Regions from separate parts of the Rattus norvegicus genome. Here region 2 is linked to region 1. A link is a contact called in public Hi-C data. All regions are on one chromosome and are shown on one strand. Each heading gives the region's core, a stretch centred on a gene start, on an enhancer-like site or on the middle of the called end of the contact. The rest is flanking DNA. Distances are from core to core; before and after follow the strand shown. Region 1 overlaps LOC103691599 (a long non-coding RNA gene). Region 2 has its middle 2.6 kb from the start of Gatb.

The links. A called contact is a pair of places that touch in the nucleus more often than the background predicts.
Region 2: a Hi-C map of frontal cortex shows a contact between it and region 1, with 4 times the contacts expected there. The contact joins two enhancer-like sites. A contact is called at or near these places in 4 of 12 Hi-C or Micro-C datasets (the A7r5 cell line, frontal cortex, kidney and 1 more).

Annotation. Positions count from the first base shown.
Region 1 is chr2:173,020,462-173,023,161 of GRCr8, reverse strand. The region is part of intron 4 of LOC103691599 (a long non-coding RNA gene); the gene reads left to right. Among named protein-coding and RNA genes, the nearest start is that of Fdps-ps3, 72 kb to the left of the region's middle. Within about 2 kb of position 1,386, at least 18 of the 93 cell types and tissues checked have an H3K27ac peak or open chromatin away from gene starts, as enhancers often do.
Region 2 is chr2:173,224,542-173,227,319 of GRCr8, reverse strand. No RefSeq gene overlaps it. Among named protein-coding and RNA genes, the nearest start is that of Gatb, 2.6 kb to the left of the region's middle. Within about 2 kb of position 1,364, at least 6 of the 93 cell types and tissues checked have an H3K27ac peak or open chromatin away from gene starts, as enhancers often do.

The DNA of each region.
Region 1 (2,700 bases), core at 137-2,636:
TGGCCCATATGCCTCAGGGCACACGGGGCTCTCCCGGTAATTGGAGTGCTTACAAAACCAGCTCAGTACTCGAGGAAATGACCTGCAGGGTATGCTGGGATGGATTCAAACATTTCTTGTCACTTTATAGCACCTGTGACTGGAGAGAGACGGGGGCAGAAAGGAAGGTTAGGAATGCAGAAAATCTAAAATAAAACCATCACAGAGCTCAGAGCACACGCCTGCTCACAGACACGTAAGGTGGGGGAAACTGTTAAAAGAAAAGAAAAGCCCCTCTGGGCTAAGAAACCCATTCCTAGGATCTGACACCAAGTTAACAGTGGGAGCCACGCCAGGGTGAGTCTTGTAAGTGTTCCGTGTCTCAGTCCCATCTGAGGAAACCACCTGGCTGGTTTCAACCGGAAGCCTGCTTCACACTCTTTGGACAATGCTGTTTGTAAGAGATCTGGTTTGGGCCATGAACCACCCAACAGCACCAACACCAGGAATGATACTTTTCTTTCTTGGGTCACCGACAGGAGAAATCATATTGTGTTAGTTAACTGAAGAATCTGGAACACATAGGCAGATTTCAAACATCATCTAGCATCCACCCTAACTTTAAAAGCCTTGTCTAGAGTTTTCAAGTCTCCTATTCTTTGATTCTGTGGCCATCCAGACTTAGCCAATAAAACCTCGAAACTGAGAGCCCGCTTGCTGTAAATATGGCTGACTCTTCCTGTCCATTCTGTAGGAAGTGTCGGTCTCAGGCAGAGTGGGGCCTCTGCTTGCATGAGCTCCACTGGTACGTTCATCCCATTTACTAAACTGTGGTCCCCATCTGCTTCCAGTCTCCATGGTGATGTTACGGCACCCATTGGGATTTGCCCCTTCTTCCTCCTCTGCTCCTTTTCATCCTCTTCTAGTAGCTGGGTCAGAACCCAGGAGGCACCAAGAATCCTTTCCTCTCATCAACATGGGCTCTGCTAGGTCCACCAGTGCCACTAGCCTTCCCATAGGTCTCTGGACTCTGTCTCTACAATCCCAGTCTGAATTCTGCCACCTCTAACTGGAACACTGTAATGGCTTCCCCATTGTCATCCCTTCCTCCTGTCCCACTGTGCAGTGCTCACTCCTTGGCTCTCACCTCATGACCTTCTGTTCTCCTTAGAGATGAGCTGCTGCTGTCAGGTAGCATGGTAGCAGCAGTTCTCCTCACCTATCTCAGGCTTCCCCTTCAGAGTCTCTGCAGCCCGATGGGAAGCCCCACACCTTGGGTTCCTGCTAGAGTGAAGGATAAATTTCACCAGGCAGTCACTCTGGAGCAGAGTGAAGTGGCAGCCAAGAAGCATGCTCCCATTGCAGTGGTGACCACCTCAGGAATACTCCCTAGCCCATTGCCCTAGGTCCCCTCATCAGTAGGTAAGAAATGAAATCCTTGGTGGGTGATCATAAAATGGCATGCACAGAGAACTCAGCCTTAGAGGGCCTGTGGCTTCCTCTGTGGACCAGAATGTGGATGTGGTGGAAGTGTGACCAAGGGGGTGGGAGCCTGGGGTGAACTTAGATAACATCGAATGAGCACATTTAGTCTGCTTTCAGCATCCGACTTTCTCAATAAAGAAAAAAACAAAAAACAAAAAACACAAAGCTCTAAGCTGTGTGCTTTATCCCATAAGAGGCGTCCGGCCTCGCTCGTTTTTTGTAGGCTAGTTAATTCCTACATGACAGGGATGTTACACACCTCACAGATCTGGTTACTTAGCTCGCCTGTACTGGAGTATTTTATGGCAATTTTGCAAGAGCAAAGATGGCATTCGTGAGGAGAAACGCCCACTTTTTGTGAGTCACCTTCAGTACTCAGCTGTTCACCATGGGAGGGCATCATCAAGAGGGCATACAGAAGGAAGGGAGCTCTCGAGATTAAGAGAAGCCAAGTGTCCCTGTGGCAGGGGAGCCAGCTCTCCTGACAGCATGGGTCTGCTGCCAATCTGGAGGCTATTTTCACACCCTACCTGCCAACAACCCCATCTCTCCAGCAATGATTCACTGTCTCTCACCTTACTCTTTGAGTCACCTGGAGGGTCTAACCAGAAGGTTCCAGAAAACAGTAATTTTTCAGACTCCTCAGGGGCTGCCTTAGCTTTGGTCTTCAATTCTGTCTCAAGAGGAGATGATCTTTAGGGTTGGCCAGGAACATAGCTCTCCTTTTGGAAGGATTTGTCCTTTCTTTTATTCCCACTCCACTTGGGAACATGTGCTCCCCCACACGTGGTGGTGTGCTGACGTATGAGTATCTGTGTTTCCCGCTATTGTGGTTTGAATTGCTATACCCCCTATAGGCTCATGTGTCTGAACATTTGGTCCCAGCATGTAGGGCTATTTGGGAAGGTTGGGAACTTCTATAGTGGTTCTCAACCTGTGAGTTGCATCCCATGTGGGGTAATCAAAGGACCCTTTCACAGGCACATATCAGATACCCTGCATGCCAGATGTTTCCATGGCAATCTCTAACAGTAGCAGAATTACAGTTACGAAGCAGCAATGAAGGTGATTTTACAGTTGACAGTCATCACAACATTAGGCACCGTATTGAAGAGTCACAGCGTTAGGAGGGTTGAGAGCCACTGGTTTTAGGAGGTAGGGATTGGCTGGAATAAGTGGGTCACTAGGGGTGACCCTTTAGACTCTATCACCCAGCCCCACTTTCTGCCCTTTCTG
Region 2 (2,778 bases), core at 115-2,614, 200 kb before region 1:
AAAACATCTATTTCTGGGAGATGTGTAAGATGAGATCGAGGGACCTGATAGAGAGTTGGGGATTACTTTGGGGCTTCTGACTTATGTGTCTAGTATAAGGTAAAAAGGAGCCAGAAAACGAACCTATTCTCTGTGGAAACTTGTGAATGCTTGGTTGCCTTGGAGATTTCCAAGCGAAGTAATCCAGTGGAAGTCACTGATGCCCAACTATAGAGAAAGAAAAGATACGTACTCTCCATATTTCACACAGATGCATTTCTGTTATCGATCACTAACCTACAGATTAGACAGCTACATCTTATGATTTGTTTCCATTATTATTTACAAGAAGTTATGGTATTATGTAATATGGTCCCTCCATTTGGAAATATAACCTGTAAACTGGCCAGGAGAGATAATTCAGTGGTTAAGAGCACTCTCAACTCTTCCAGAGGACCCAAATTTGTTTCCCGGCGCCCATATCCAGGGAGTCACACCTCTCTGTAACTCCAACTCCAGAAGCTGTGACACCATCTTTGGCTTTCTGCAGATCCCACACACAACAATCCCCAAACATGTCTCTCTCATATATACATATAAAAATAATTTTAGGTAATTGTCATTTACTGTTTCTATTTTTTTTTTTACTTTTTTATCTACCTCCCATGAGTAATCTGGATTGCGGTAGTAGAAATCCTTTCATATAACTAAAGAAAAAGATGAAAGTGCGTGGAACACAGAGGCAAACATTCCAAAATGTATCTCCTAATTTCTTCCATTCATCCTTCCGGTCCTTGATATACTGGCATCTCTCTTCTGTGTCCCCACGTTTTCTATACTAGCTGTAGTTGGGTTTCCTTTTTCTTCTCTCTTAGCTCCTGGAGTGAGTTTCTGGTCAGTAAAATTGCTTGGGAATGCCATGTTGTTTCATCTTTAATAGGGCTACAGAGGAGAAAGACTGCCTTCTACCCCGCCCCTTGAATACAGTTAGGACACACTGCACTACCTCCCAGGGAGTATTAGAAGAGTTTTTTTTTCCCAAGAATGTGAGGACACCCAAAGAATAGCCTACATTTTTGTACAAAGCCAGATCCAATAGAAACCCAGCCTGATTTCTAAAGCATTATACAATCACATTCTCTCCGTCTTCAAAGGCCTCCACCCTGCCACTAGAGGGAGACAAAACCTATGCATGTAAATGGATTTGCTTCTTTGAACGAATGGGAAGCTTCCAGTGTGGTACATTTTATGTCTAATCATGGCCTCTCGAAGGCCTAGGGAAGCTAATGGTGGGAGTAGGGACTTACCATCCCGTTTTCTGACTTTGTTCTCTATCAAAACTATCTCTCATTTCCAGAAATGCCTGTTGATCTCTTGGTGGGGTCTAGGAGAGGCACTGTTTTCCAGTTACCCCTTGCTCTTCAGGGAGGGCAGTTCTAGCTAATCTTCTTTCATAAGACCATTTCTTGCCTTCTTTCTGAATGCCAAATATGTACCCATCAGAACTCTTACTGACAGACAGCTCTCTGGCTGAGAGAGCTATTTTGGATCCACAACAAGGTGGCTGTCATCTGGAAGACACAGAGATTCTCATTTTCCAGGCACTCAGGAGGTAGCAGGACAGAGTTTCTAACCATATTTTTTCAAGGAGCGTGTCTCAGCTCTTTCCTTCCCAATGTTATTCAATCAATTTAAAAAAAAGATATTTGAGCCAGAGCTGATTTTCAGTTATAAATGAGACTGGTTAGGAAATATGTCTTAAATAAGATAGTTTGTTTGGGTTAGTCTTTTTTGCAAGTCTTGAATGGCCAGAGTTGAAATGGCCTGGTTCACCTCTGTATTTGGTATCTATATAAACACATTGCTTTCTGAACACAAATACCGCTCCCCCATCTAGGTTGTGTTTAATTGTGACCCTTCCCATGATCCTTCATTTTGCTAGGGAGGGGTAGGAAAAGGCACTTTGTGCTAAGATTTGTAACTTCTTCAAGCACCATGTGTTACAGTGTAAGGGGAATAATGCAAGTGGCACAAAGTTTCTGCTTTTTAAGAAGAAGCAAACAGTTTTAATTGCAACATTGTAATTTCAAGTAAAATAAAAAGATAGCTTCTGCTGTCATGGCACTGTGTCTCAAAGTCTATTTGAATATATGTGCAAATCTTAAAACCATGCCAACTAATCTTTTTCTTTAATTAACTATGTTTGTCCTGTGGAAACAAAGGCAATGCTTTAAAAATACCTAGCAGATGAATATAGAAAGCATCCACTGTGGTCTCAGGAAGCTGGATGGGTGTTGTCACAGTGTTTCTTAGTAATGCAGAAGTGAGTTTGATCTCTCAGTTGGCTATTATTTTCTACTTGTTTTTTGGCTATGGAAAGAAGCCCAGTGTTGAAATTCCAGCCATGTGGATAGGAAGGGTTGGTAGTGAAGTTAATTCAAATTCCCTATAAAAAGAAAACAAAATTCATTTAAGATGATGGGCATGTGACAAAACTTGACAAGATCATCTGCATGTAGTAAAAACACTGGAACAAAGGTAGTTCATGTCTTTGAAAAGACATTCTTTAAACACAGAGTTTCGTCTTAGAAAAGCCCTACATTTTAAGATCCAGAGACGTGCCACTGGGGGGAAAACAAGAGACTGGGAATACATGCTTGCTGGGCAGTTGGGAGAACAGGATTCATTTCTTTTTATTTTCCCATTAAAGTCTTGCTTCTGATAAAATACTGATGTGGAGGGAACAGTCACTTTCTCTAGAAGATTGCTGTGGGGCAAAGAAATCTATAACCCTCTCTT